Regions from separate parts of the Gossypium hirsutum genome. Here region 2 is linked to region 1. A link is a contact called in public Hi-C data. All regions are on one chromosome and are shown on one strand. The core of a region is the stretch at or near the end of the contact, and the rest is flanking DNA. Distances in the headings are between cores, read along the strand shown.

Region 1 (7,696 bases), core at 2,449-4,948:
CACATAGTTCCCAAGCAGCATCTAAAATTTATATTACAGAACAAATACTCCATTGACTAACAATATGTGCAAGCAGTTACCTTGTGAGTGTTGTTTTTTCTGGGTTAAAGTCATCCACGGTGCCTGAATAGAAACTGAAAAATAAAGATAAAATAAAATGAAACTTAAACCGGCATATATTGCAAAACTTGCAGAAAGATCTATTCCTTTGACTTACCAGCTATCAAAGGCAGACCATGCTTTGATCCGCTGTCCAATTAATACCTCATTTCTGGTACCCGATTCCTGCTTAGTTAAAAAGAACTGTTAGTGATGAAACATTAAAACAAAGGTACTGGGGAAAAGGCCGTGAATAGAACAGAATAGGAAAAGAAAAACTGAAACCTTGCACAGAAAGAAAAATCCATGAATAGGAAGGGTATCCACAAACCGATCATATATACCATCTATGCGGCCAGGCATCAAACGCTAAGTAAGTTACAAGCATGCGACATAGGTGACAAAATGGCAGAACCCAGAAACGCTAAAGTGTTCAACTTATCAGAAATTTAAAGCTTCAATGAAGCAACAATGCACAAAAATGTTAAGCATTGACAGCAATCGCAACATCAAAACCTTAGGAAATATCAACGAGGTTCCCAAATAAGAAACCCTAATATATAAATCAACGTAAGAGGCTAGGGGAAAAAAATAAGGGATTTGGGGAAAATTTTATTGCTCAATCGAAGAGGAGGAAGAGAAAGTTACCAGAAATTCTAGGGAAAAAAAAAAGAGATTTGGGAAAAATTTTAGGGGAAAATGTTAAGGAATTTGGGGATAAAACTAAGCCTAGCAAAAACGGTTAGGTTCTTAAAAATTTTTCTCATAAAGGTTGCTATTGTTTTACTTTTAGCGGTATTTATGAAAAAATACCGCTACTGTTTACTTTTGTTTGCCATAAACGCTGCTATTGTTTTATCTTTTGCGGTGTTTTCGGTGTGCGGTGTTTTCGGTGTAATGTTCCATCTCACCGGATGTAATCCAAACACATGTATCCTAATGCTTCACGAATTAAAACAATCTTTCAGAGCAGTATTCACATTCAGATTGCGAGGCTGCAGTATTTCATTCTAGATGTTGACGTGGAAGGCTATCATATGTATAGGGTTTTCTTCATTATACAGTGTCTGATGTCTTGTTCACTTTCATGGTATCAACTGTAATTGCTGTATGGCAAGGGTTAGGACTGTGTAATTTGGCATAATTGTAGGGTTAACAATAATTAATCATGGGGTCATTATGACTATATATTTTGTCATCTGATTCTCCTGCACTGCACTGTGAATGCAGACACAGTTGAAGTAAAGCAGGTGTTTTGGAGAATTTTCAATTCAAAAGATCAAATCAGGGAGCTAACTAATTTCACCATTTGGCCAGCTCTTTGCAAGCTTTGGCATTACTGTCTTCCACCTTTTTTGCATCATATGCTTCACATCATCATCATCAGACATGCCTAACCTTTTGTTTCACTTGTTACTATATCGAAACAGCTCAAAGCATGTTTGTGACAGCTTTCCCTTGAATGAGCTAGCTGCTCATGTTCACATATCTCAAACTACTTCCCAATAAGTTCAACATTGTCAACACCCAAGTCTTCTTCCAGTTGTTTTATGGCATTTCATTTTATTTCCTTTTGTCCCATCCCATCTGTTGCGAATCACATGATGAACTCTTTTGAAATGATGTTATTTGAATATCTCAAAAGCACCCATTTTTTTCTGCTATATGTGAAGATCTTAAGGGTTCAACTTCATCCATCATTATTCCCAACGGGGAATATGACACTTATTCTGCAATTATGCATATAATACTAAAAAGTTATGCATTTTGAGTTATGGAATAATCTTGTTAGAAAACTAGCATTATAGTAAGCACCATATTAATTTTATTCTCCAGACCGTCTTTTTTGGCAAGTAGCAGTCTTTTGGTTGTTGGGGGGGGGGGATTTATATTTATTTGTTGGAAAATGGAGAGGATGGGGTTGTCAATCAAGTTTAGGACAAATCCTTTGCGTGAGCTATGATTTGCCGGGTCAGATCCTAACGTTGTTCCTGCGAACCTGACTACCTTCGTTTGTAACTTCGTATAAAGCCAAAAATGATAGGCGCTTGTCAGAGATATTGTGTTTATCACATTTAACTTTCAAAGTATCAGAACCAGATTTTCCATGTTGAATCCAAGCCCAAGGACCATTAACTTAAGGGTATTGACTGAAACAGCAGCAATATATAGTTCCTGCTACTTACTAACTGGTGACAGTGTAATCAAATTTTAAGAGATCTTTTGTCTTATTAAACTTGCTTGAAAGATGAAGTGATCCAAGTCAGCTGTTTTGGCTTCAGTACAGGCACACAGAAAGGATTTGAATATCCTGTTCTTGTTTCCAAAATCTTGTAAATTGGACGCTACCGGCTCTTCCCTATCTATATTGAACCTTGGGATAGTTCATCAGGATTCTGTACAACAGTAGAATTAAATATGGAACATGACTTGGCAATGCTCACTAAAGAACAAATGGATTAACAATATGACAAGCAACAGCTATAAAACAATGTAATCTGCCATTCAGCAGCTTCAAAGCCTCTGCTAGATCGAAAACGCCATTGATGGAGTACGGCTGCCTTGCTCAGAGCATCCAAGACTTACATGGTTCTATTTTCTATTTGATTCCAATGACCTCACTTCAGAACAAACTGTCCTGGCCATTGAATTATATGATATCCACCACAGATCATCATCATCATCCAAGATCCAATACCCGATTCTGGGAAAAGGGATTCACCTTTTCATCACTGGAGAACAAATTGACCACACCATGCAATGCACCTCAGAAGGTAAAGATTTTAGTGATAGAGAGGTGAGATGGTGCTTTTTTCCTTTCTTCTTCTTAGATTTCTTTCTTTCATGCGCATGGATATACTTTAATTGTGATTTAGACCTGATATAGTTCAACTAAGTTCCATAATAAGTTACAAAATATGGGACCAAATCGTAGGGTCATTGGTAGAGTCTAACAACAGTAGCAATCCATATCTATGACCTATATGATCCTTGATGTTGATTATTGGCAATGGCAACAATAGAAACCTGAAAATAAGTTTGAGATTGAAATTGGGTTTTAAAAATTATATAAATTTCATAGGATATGTCGATTACTGGCTAAATGATTATGATGACATCTCAGGGTCGATGAACATAACATATATAGAAAGCTCAAAGCTGTAAGGAAAATAGTGATAATCTAGGAGTATATAGCAAGAATAAGTAAGGTGCAATGCAAAATAACGGTAAAAAAAGGGGTTGGGGGCGGGGGGGGGCCGGGGGCTAATGGGTCCTATTCTAAGACGTATCCTCCATCTTGTCTGGTAAAGCAGCCGATAGTAGCGACAAACGCTCAAAGCACGAGCGCATATGAAACTGAGGTTTGCAACACATCAAGTGGGGCCTCGTTTTTTTGCCAAGCTACAATTAAAGTACCTTCCAGGAAAGGGCATCGACAGTAAAAAGTTCCCGACCTAACCTACCTTGCTAACCCTAGCTACCTCCCATTAATATTTCTCAAACATTGTTGTTGCTTGGTGATAGGTCTTAATTAATGAAGTTCTTAGTTTTGTTGTATTATTAGATTATTAGAGCATATAATGTATGCGTATATATCCCTATCATGGCAGTGGGGTTGTGATGGTCCATATTGTGGACTTCTGCTCCAAAGGGTAGATGACATCAGTATAAGATAGTGAAAAGTGGAATATATGAATGAAACCAGAGAAAGACAAAAATTAAGTTCAAAAGCTAGCCTTCTCACTGTCATCAATCAAAGGACTTGTTTTAGGCTTTTAGCCATCATGATTCTTCTTCTCCTCTTCTTCTTTTCATGTGTTAAAGCAGCTTTTGAGCTAATGCATCGAAATTAAGAAAGCGGGTTTATGGTTTTGTACTGTTTTCATGCACGTATGCGTGGATATGATTGCTGTAGGTGTGAGAGAGAGAGAGAGATTTTTGGGGGTGCAAAGCAAATGGGTGGGGTGGGGGATGTTGACGTAGTTGGTTTGGACCACGTAATCTTTTTAGGAAGGGTTTGATTGATCCCAATAAAGATTTGGAGTATCTCACAAGTCACAAAAGTTCACCCCCTTCCCCCACCCTACCGTATGTATTTTTGTGGAGGACCTTTGGGTTTGAGGTGGCATGGCTGCCTCAGCCTCAACATCACCCACATGATTCATGACTCATACTTCTTCATTCATGCTAGTCTTCCTCACCCACACTCTTGATACTTGAATTGAAACCCACGTTTGGTTTCTTCTCTCTTTCTCTGTGTGTATAGGCTGATAGTGTTCATCATGAAGAAGCATATATTGACTTTTGAAGCTCGTTGCGGGTGTTTTCCACGACACACATGTATATATTTTTGTAATAAAAAACTCATTCAAGGAATCTGACTTCCCCCTGCCCCACTATTGGAAAAAAGCTCACTTAATGAATGCTAAAACCGTTGTGTAGCATACATGTCAACATTCCAACTTTCTGTCCAGCACATTCAATAGATTTTCTTCAACGCTGGAAAAGAAAAGAAAAAAGAGAGTAGATTTTTTTTATATAATTTTCATACCCTTCAGCTTAAAGTTGTTAATTTCTGACATAATTTGATTATTAATGTTGTTAATTAGTCTAAATAATTAATAATATTTATTTTTTGATTAAAACATTACATAATTATATATAATTTGAATACCCTAATAGTCTTAAAAGAGACTTCCTATTCTTTTAAGTTTGTATTACTTTTTTTTTTTACATTATAAGATAATGTCATTTCAATTTTGGCACCGAAACTATACTGAAACTTGAGAATTAATATATATACTTTAATTTTCAACATAATTTAGTCTCTTTATTTTATAGTGTCATTAATTAATATAAATAGTTAATATTGTTAACTATTTTAATCAAAATGCTAACATCAATTTTTCTCAAGAACACTATTTCAACAATTTTTTTATCATGATGTTTCCAATGAGTGAAAAAAAAAAATCCTAATCACTATTTTCAACATTATTTTTATTGTTATATGACTATTAGGTGAATTTGTTTTTAAAAAAATTCAAAATGCTACGCCAAAGAATTTAATAAAAGAATTTTAATGATGGTAACAACTGGACCTAAATTTTTAAATCCGAAAAATAGAGAACTGTGGAGTGTGCCTTGCATTTCGTCCGAAATAGAGTCGATATCGTGACGAGGAAGAGCCGACGTCATGACGACACGACACACGGCGTCTTGAAAAGAAGAATCCATCGTCTCAACGATGCGAAAAATGATGTCCCAAAGAACTGATAGCTATGCCACAACGTGGCGACGTGTATCCTACTAAAATGAGTATCTTTTCCTAGTTAAACTCTGCTATCTTTTCCTAGTCGAACTCTAATAACTTTAGGGATATTCTAATTAGATTAGTCATGAATTTTAGCCTATAAATAGAGTTTTAGCAACCCTAGAGAGCTTGATTCAATAACAAAAATGAAGAGAAAATTTGTGAGAATTTCAGGAGAACTTTGTATTTTTTTGGGTTCGAGATTATTTTTGTTTCTCCATCTTGCACTTCTTTTTTGGTATTTTCCGTTTTAGTGAAGTTTCTTTACCCATGGTTTTTAATCCTTTTTGAAAGGGTATTTCCACGTAAATATTTGTATCCAATTTTCTCATTTTTCGTTCTTGTTCGTTGCATAATTCAGGTTTAACCCAACAAACTAGTATTAGATCAAGGTTCAGTTTCCGCATTCAACTTGTTCAAAGATGGAAATGAGGTACGATATCGAGAATTTCAATGGGATCACAATTTTTAGTTTGTGGCAAGTTTGGATGATGAAAATTATGATACAGAACGGTCTGAAAAAGGTCGTTATAGGGCAAAAGCCCGCAGATGCGAATCAAAAAAGAAAATGAGAGGAGCTTGATGAGAAGGCACTGTCAACAATTTAGTTGTGCCTTATGAACAATGTGTTGCAGGAGATGTAATAGCCCGAATTTTTTCAGCGGTGTCGGAAACAGTAGTTTCGAGGCCACCAAATCAAGCAAGTAAATTCGTAAATATTATTATTTAATATTTATGAATCAAATATGATTTTAAAAAGATTTTTGAATTGGTAATTTATATTTTATAATGATTTATTAGGTTTGAGTGGTAAGACCCTAGGTCAAGTGATTTTAGAAAGTGAGGTATCGAGAACTCGTTTCTATAAATCGAGTCGTAAACATTTTTATAAATATTTTCGAAGTGTCATTAAGATGGTATTAAAGTTTCGTTGAAAAATTTTAACGTTCCGATAGTTAATTAATTAAAAAGGACTAAATTAAAAAAAGTGCAAAACTTGCTAAATATAATAATTAAGTGATTATATGGCTTAATTAATAAATAAGGAATGACTTAAGTAATAAATATACCTAAATTAAGATGGCAGTACCGCAAGTTAAGGGAAAATAATAAAATAAAACAACTGAATGGCAAAATTGTAATTTTGATGAAATTAAAAATAAACAAATTAAAATTTAAAGGCTTCCTATGCATTTCTTCTTCTATTTTCGGTTTAAACCGCCATAGGAGGGAACTTTAAGTTGGTTCTTTATTTCTTTTTTATATTAAGATCCCGTAGATACTCGTGAAAAAGGAAATATAGTAGAATAGTCTCTGAATTTCTGCAATTACTACAATTCAGTCTAGGTAAGTTCGTAGTTCGTACAGTTAAAATTTAATATTTGTATAAATTTATGATTAGTATTATGCATAAGTATTATGCATATATATTTTTTTTTGGAAATGAATTATTGCTTGAATTACAATATTGAATTGGATGTTCGGTTTAAATTGAATGCGATATTTGAATATATTTGTAATTTGGTGTATGATGGTTTTGGAGGGAGATATTAGCATTATTCCCAAGTAAACCAGGGTTCAACATCTGTTGCGAACTCTTGTGTTTTACTTTCTGTTTGGCGTAATTGGGTGGATCAGCTCTTACGAGCTTTTATTCAACTCTTACGAGTTTCTATTTAGCTTTCGAGCTTCTTTTGGTGTATATGGGAGGACTAGCTCTTATGAGCTTTTATTGATGATATACTCTTATCCGTAAGTCATTCTTTGAATGGAGAAATCTCAGTAAGGTGATTTATATAATGAATTTGAAAGGCATGTTACTTATTTTTATAATGATCTGAATATAGATGTACTTATCGATTGAAGTTGTAAATGACAGGGAGTTGTCATGGATGATTTTTATTACTTAATTTATTACAGTTAGTTCAGTAAGATTTTTAATTAATTCGTTGAACTTACTAAGCTTCATTAAGCTTATTTGTATTGTTTAATGTCATTATAGATTTTCAGAAGGTTGGACGATCGGATCAACATTCAAGTCACACTATCTAGCTTATCTTGGTAGTTTTTTTGAAATGATAAATACTGTTTAGATGGCATGTATAGGCTTTTGTATAGTCTTGGTCAAAGTTTAGCTTATATAAATATTATGAATAATATTTTTTTTATATAACCAACTTACATATTGGTATGAGAATAAGGTATAATTGTGATGTTAGTATGAGTGATATATGTATGTATGTATTTGATTTGTAGTGAACTTTGGTAACTTTGTTAGGTAAATTA
Region 2 (6,940 bases), core at 2,156-4,655, 400 kb after region 1:
CTTCTTTCTCTCAGCATCTAGTAGCTTTTCTCTAAGTCTCATCACAAGTTCGTCAAGAGCACTTCCATTTTCAGCCAAAAACCTTCTGAAGGCTTCCTTGCCATGGAGTTTCCTGTCGTTGAAACTGTAGTATGCGCCAGACTTTGTAACAAGTTTGTGTTTCGTTGCCAAATCTATGATCTCCCCTTCCCGGGATATTCCCTTGCCAAACTCAAGCTCAAATTCAGCATTCTTAAATGGAGGGGCAAGCTTGTTCTTCACAACCTTCACAAGAACTTGACTTCCAATATTCTACAGATTAGACATTTCAAAAACACAATGAGACATAGAACATATGCAAGAGTGAGATCTGCTGGATTGCAGATAAAGCCACATGTTTAACTTGCTTGGGAATGTAAGAGACAGTTCAAAGGAAATTTTAACAAGTTGCTCAAGAAGTTTCAATCAAGCTAAGAGTAAAGAAACAAACCATTTATATGCGTTACCCACAACACATAAATCCAACCAACAAACTGAATAGGAAGGAAAGGGTGTGAGTTTGATACCTCTTCTCCTTTCTTGACAAGCCCTGTTCTCTTTATATTTAGACGCACTGAAGCATAAAACTTCAAGGCATTACCACCGCAGGTAACTTCGGTTGGCCCACCAAATCCAAATGTCGAAAGTTTTGACCTCACCTGATATGTTTAAATAGTTAGTATGTACTAAAAAAATATTACAAGCTACATTTAATTAGCGGTAACAATTTAGCTAGGAAATATTGCATCAATCAAACAACCAACTAATTACTGGTTAGAATTATTAATAAAGCCTTTAAATGGGGCAAAATTCAAAAAGTTGACCTAAGGGCAAAACTCACAATGTACACAGAGTCAGAGGCTACAACATTAATCAAACAAACTCAAAGCAAGAACTTTAACAACTGCTTGGCCACCTAAAGCTTTAGAGGTCTATGTTGCTAATATGGAGCTCATCATCAAAACTCATCAAGGAGATAATCGGGAATCAAACTTAAACCTGATTTATTAAAATCAATATGGTTTGAGACAATGATAAGGAATGGCATATTTTACGAAGAGCTTGGCTCATCAGTCTAGCCTGCATTGCCATATGAGCATCACCCATCTCGCCATCAAGCTCGCCTTTAGGCACAAGGGCAGCTACCTGAGATGAAAATTAAGCTATTATTAGGAGCTCACTGTAAATAGATATGATAAACAGCAGTATCACACAGATAAAATTATAGAATTTGAATCCTTCAAGGATGAGAACCCAATACTCTTGGCACACAAACACTAATTTGAAAAGTCCTCCCTCAAATTTGCATCATAGCACAACCTAATTACATAAGCAGTCCAAGGGAAGATGCAGACAAGGAAAACAAAGCATATTTCACAAGTCACAAACACGGCAGAAGCACATTCTACCAACTATCAGCAGTATTTATCACACCAAACTCCATAATGGAAAAAAAATGAATCTAGGAACACCTTACGCTGTCAACAACTACAACATCAACTGATCCACTACGTATAAGGGTGTCCACAAGACTGAGAGCTTGTTCTCCACAATCTGGTTGCGAAAGGAGCAAATTCTCAGTGTTCACCCCAATTGTCTCAGCTAGAGCAGGATCAAGAGCATGCTCAGCATCGACAAAAGCACAATAACCTGCATTTGAATATTATAGCCATATGTAAGCATTCAGCAGAAAGATAACAGAAACAACCTCAACAGCACAGAAGATAGCCACAACAAAATCTGGTGCACCCTCCAAATGCAATCATCTCATAAATACATTTAACGTTATACGCTGCATACAAAACCTTTATAATAGTTCAGATGCCTTATTATAAACCACCTTTACATAGAATGGATTTCATAACGAGTCAGCACAATCAATCATAAATCACACAGTACTAAGCTAAAATACATTCAGTGACCTCCTTGCTTTTGTGCTTCAGCAATTACATGTAAAGCAAGTGTCGTTTTCCCAGAAGCCTCTGGTCCAAATATCTCTATGACACGGCCCTGTAAAATTCCAACAGAGATGTATAAGGAACTAAAAAGCATCACAAGCAGCTATTACTTAGTAGCAGACTAGCAGCATAAATGGTAAAAGAACTGAAACAAGAATTTTAGAGTACTTTTGGAAGGCCACCGATTCCAAGTGCTATGTCCAGAGCAAAAGAACCAGTGGAAACTACTGGAACATTTCGATGAGACATAGCACGACCAAGCCACATGATAGATCCTTTTCCAAAAGAACTCGTAATCTGATCCAAGGCAAGTTTTAGAGCTAAATCTTTCTTGGACATATTCTCATCGCACGAATCACTTGAATCTGACTTGGATTTCCTTCTACCTTCAATAGGACACAAACAAAGAAATAACCGAACACAAGAAAGCATCAGATTTCTTTTATTCAAAAAAAAAAAAAAGATTATTAGATTTCACTTTTTAACTCAAATGAATCCAGTTCAAGAAAAATAGCCAAAGAACCCCATCTATTAAATGGCATGAATTTATAATTTTTATTGTTGGATAAAAGATGACACTACGTTAAGCACTGCGCTTTACAGTACAGCTGACTTGTTTCAATTAAATATTATAGAATTCAAACATTTATTAATCTAATAAAAATCCCATGACAAAGCACTCTTCTACAATCACATTCAGATGATTACCTGAATTAAAATTCTACTCAAAAACCAAAACGTGATTTAACCAAACATAGAATTAGAATACCAGATACCCAAATAACAATATTTGAGTACCAACATTCAAATTGAAGCTTTTCAAAGGAATTTCATTTACCTTTTGAAGAAAAGTTACACAGCTGAGAAGATGACCTTAACACCCCTCCCCTACAAACCTGCAAAAAGGAAAAAGAGAAAAATTGATTCACGGCTTCGAATATATATATATTTCTACTGTTCCTGAACCACCATTTTTTATATAAAAAAATGAACATAGTGCAAGACAATCAGATTAAACATGAGAAAAACAAAGGATATGAAGTTATGGAAGAAAATAAAGAAAAGGGTAAGGTTTTTAAAACCTGTGGAGCGAAGAGAGAACGTTTAAGAGATGAAACATTTCGAAGAAAGCTGGCCATAGCATGCAAGGGAAAGGAGCTTTGTTTAGAAGTATAAGATGTGGGAAAAGAAGAACAAACTAGTTGTGATTAGATGTTACTTAGTACCATGGATTAAAAAGAGAGTAAAGAAATGGAAAGACAAACAGACAGACACTGAGGTCTGCTGCTGTGGGTCTGGGATGTTAGGGTTTGAGTTTCCCTCCTTTTCGAGATTTGCACTACAGTGGTTTGGTACCCCCCAGGGGCGGGGGAGAGGGAGCCTGCTGGTTGGCCCGTCTGGGCCTCCAGGGAATTTTAATCAAATTTGGTGTTCCTATTATATTGTATTATTTTGTTGTATTATATTCCGTTTTTATTATTAATGTAACGCTTTCTTATTCCAAATCATTAATATCGTTAAAAAATGGTTAATTATTGAGATTTTTTCTATGAAGTTGAGCCGAATTTTTTTAAAATTACAAAAATAATGACATATAATTCTTTGATCTTTTTTATTGCTATGAGAATTTAGGAAAATCATATCAACCTATTAAGAAATTTTTTTAATAAATATGAACTAAGGCATAATACTTAAAACAGTGAAATAAATCTAATTTTTTCAAACAAAATCTACAATAACCGTAGAGAATACTGTGGGTCTTCTTCCTTTATTAATTTCAAGGAGAAAGGGCTGCGACAGATGTTTTATTTAGTATTATTTTTGCATCCATAATTTTTTGAAGTTGCAAGAACATTAGAAATAAAATTAAAGATCCATGGAAATACAATGTGATCATAATTGTTGCCGTCCAACCACAAGCCATGCGCAAGAGAACTCGGTATATAAAAGGAATATGCAAAAGAGAACAAAAAATAACTTTAATCAGACCGGCCATTAAATAATTGATAACAAGCTATCACAAGAACTCTTAAAAGTTTCTGGAAACATTAAACATTAAAACAAAATCCCAAAACATCTTAGACTACCATTACCAGACCATCCTACCAAACCAACAGACCAAAAAGGATAAAACGACTGTAGAAACCAATCATACTCATAGCAATAACATAAAACTGTAGAAATAAATAACCACCAAAACTGCAAACCCTCCCTTTCTCCCGCTTCTTCCAATCAAAATCTTATAAACCACACTCCGACAGCAGCAATTAATTTCTACTGCTGCTTGCATTCCGGAGGCCTCTCACCTTGCTGCCCATCCCCTACTGCTTTACCACTCTTCTGCAATACACAACGAACAACGAACATAATTAAGAATAAATTTTCAATAGAAGGGCCAAAAGAGAGACCTAAATGATATGGAATTGGTGTACCTTATGAGCCGACTGCAGCACATTTTCAAGCAATATGCAAGAAACAAAAGAAATATTAGCATCACTTCAGATTTTGAACAAACAATTGAGCACACATTATAACACACCCTAAATTTAGCATCTCATACCTTCTTTTTGGTCTTACTTCCTTCGTCATCATCCTCATCCTCATCGTCAGCATCCTCATCCTCTTCCTCATCATCCTCTTCCTCATCATCATCATCGTCATCTTCTTCATCGTCATCTATATCAAGCTCATCTCCCTGGATAGCTTCTCCTGTAAACCATGACACAGCATGTGGAATAATCTTGTCCCGAATTGTTGATCTGCAAAAAGAAACAGATAGCATAAAATAAGTAGGTATTTCAAATACATGTAACAATGATTAATGATGTCTCACTCAATAACTAGAGTAAGAAGAAAAGAGAACATACCCGATGTCATAATCTTGTTCCATTTGATTTTGTAGCTCCTCAGCCTGTGCAAGAAAGTAAAAACAATTGGAATAGCAGAAGAAATGTAATCAATCATCAATGTTTATATAGATCTGGTGAGGTTGGGCTTACAGTATCTTCATCAATGTCTTCATCATCCTCAGGAACTTGCGGAGGATTGAAGAAGTTGAAGAAACTTTCACACTCCTCTGTTTTAGTGATTGGCTTGGCATTCTTTGAACCCTTCTTAGGCTTCTTTTTAAGAAGCTTTTGCGTTAAGCATTTTCCAGGATACCATTCAATTTCAGTCCTACAAATTAGGTGTAAAGAAGTTTTAGTTAAAAGAAGTAAGAACCTCCTGTAATCTGGACATATTTAACAATCCAATAGGGAATTCTCTAAAAGGATAGGTAATAGTATTTACCCAATTGCTTTCTCAAGAATAGGTTCATCTTCATCAATCATGAGATATGTCTTTGTCAGCACAGTATTCTTGAAATAAGGATTGGTGTCTAAGTAAAACTCAAGCTTGAATCCTTTGGGTTCCTCTACCCTGTACCACTTAATATCCTTGAGATACTTGAGAGCTCCTTCATCACGCTCAGTGATCTGGTTCCAAACACAAAGGATGTAGAGAGAAGCTTAACCATTTCCAACCAAAAAAACAAAAAGAGTTATAAAAATAATAGTAATTGGATACTCACCTCATCAGAGAGCACTTCATTATTTTTCATTGCAGTAAGCCAAAAATCAGGCACCCCTTTCTCTGCATAAAGCATAATTTTATAAATATCGTCCACAGAAAGAAAGATGCATATGGGAAAAGAAATGACTCAATAAGATCATACCTTCAGCATCCTTCTCCTCTCCTTGGTCCTTGGCAGCTTCATTTGCTGTTCCTTCAGCATCAGCAAGGCCATTCACAATATCATATCGCTACAAAAATAAGGTAATAAGTCAGGTGAATGGCGACAGTAACTGATTAGCCAATAACTAAAGCAAAATTGAAAATGCAAACCTTTGCATACAAGGGTTGATATAGTTTTTGATATTTAGCTTCAAGTGCAGCCCTCTCCTCAAAAAACCTAGCCTCCAATTCATCATGTTGGCTCTGTTAAAGAAAAATAGGGATCAAAAAAGGCATTCCCCTTCCAATCACATTGCAGCTAAGATAAATAAAAGTTAGATTACAACAATCTAAATCAATCTAGCTGGGAACGGAAAGTAGCTGCCGAGCAAGAACAATGAACTTTCTACCATACCAAAAGTAAATCCAATAAAAATGTGCATAGATGATCTTAGAAATTCAACACATTAACAACCCCATACATCCAAGATACTCGAGTTTCTTAACCATAATAGAGTAAACCCGGCTACAAAAACAACTAAACCATTAGTGATATCAGAGTAAAACTTAACAGAGCATCGAAAAAGCTCAGGGAGAAAGAACATGCCTGGATCTCCCTAAGAACCTCGACACGCTTCCTGACAATCGGTGATAGGCTCTCCAGCACATCGGAGTGATCCCCAGCAAGACTTTGAAGTTTATTCTGCAAACCAAAATATCAAAAAACAAAAAAAAAATGAAAAAAATAACAAAAAGAAAACCAAAAACAATTATGGGTGTCACCCACCTTGAGAGCGTTAACGAGACCAGCTCGTGCTTCGGCATTAAGAGCTGCAACCAAAAATAGAAACTGAGAGAAGCGATAAGAGTGAAGCGATAGTATTGTAGATAAAGAAGAGAAAAATATCAATACCATCGCCAAGACCGGACATGTTGAAGTTAACTAATTCGTTGCTCATTGACGATATTATTTCTAAGAGAAGAAAAAAAATGAAATAAGGTTGATTTGGAGAGGAAAAGGAGAATGTAAAACCCTAGATTCGAGAAATTGGGAAAAAGAATAGGGTTTGAGTGAGAGAGGCGTGTCGCTTAACAATCCTCTCCCTTTACCTTACGAAAACCTAAAATCCGCGAAACTAGTTTTTATCGCGTAAGCAAAGCACTTTTTGTTTTTCACTTGTTTTTTTTTTTTTTTTTTTCGTTTCCTTGATGGCTATAAATAGGGCTCGCACCGCTTTTGAATTTGTTTA

The links. A called contact is a pair of places that touch in the nucleus more often than the background predicts.
Region 2: a contact with region 1 is called in a Hi-C map of leaf, with 4 times the contacts expected there. The contact joins the promoter of LOC107897727 here to the enhancer-like site in region 1. A contact is called at or near these places in 5 of 34 Hi-C or Micro-C datasets (callus, hypocotyl and leaf).

The regions. Positions count from the first base shown.
Region 1 is chrA06:18,283,198-18,290,893 of Gossypium_hirsutum_v2.1, forward strand. No RefSeq gene overlaps it. Among protein-coding and RNA genes, the nearest start is that of LOC107887246, 20 kb to the left of the region's middle. Within about 2 kb of position 3,699, at least 3 of the 9 cell types and tissues checked have an H3K27ac peak or open chromatin away from gene starts, as enhancers often do. A contact at or near this core is called in leaf, where this site is marked.
Region 2 is chrA06:18,684,389-18,691,328 of Gossypium_hirsutum_v2.1, forward strand. LOC107897727 (DNA repair protein recA homolog 3, mitochondrial) reads right to left here and starts at 3,406. Exons shown (of 8, transcript XM_016823285.2): 1 at 3,059-3,406; 2 at 2,815-2,872; 3 at 2,145-2,362; 4 at 1,941-2,028; 5 at 1,496-1,668; 6 at 1,018-1,164; 7 at 546-677; 8 at 1-291. The coding sequence starts at 3,115. It overlaps LOC107897728 (nucleosome assembly protein 1;2), which reads right to left. Exons shown (of 13, transcript XM_016823287.2): 1 at 6,801-6,940; 2 at 6,604-6,663; 3 at 6,478-6,521; 4 at 6,298-6,393; 5 at 5,862-5,954; 6 at 5,692-5,779; 7 at 5,548-5,609; 8 at 5,268-5,452; 9 at 4,976-5,153; 10 at 4,844-4,887; 11 at 4,537-4,735; 12 at 4,409-4,420; 13 at 3,951-4,316. The coding sequence starts at 6,649. The coding sequence ends at 4,251.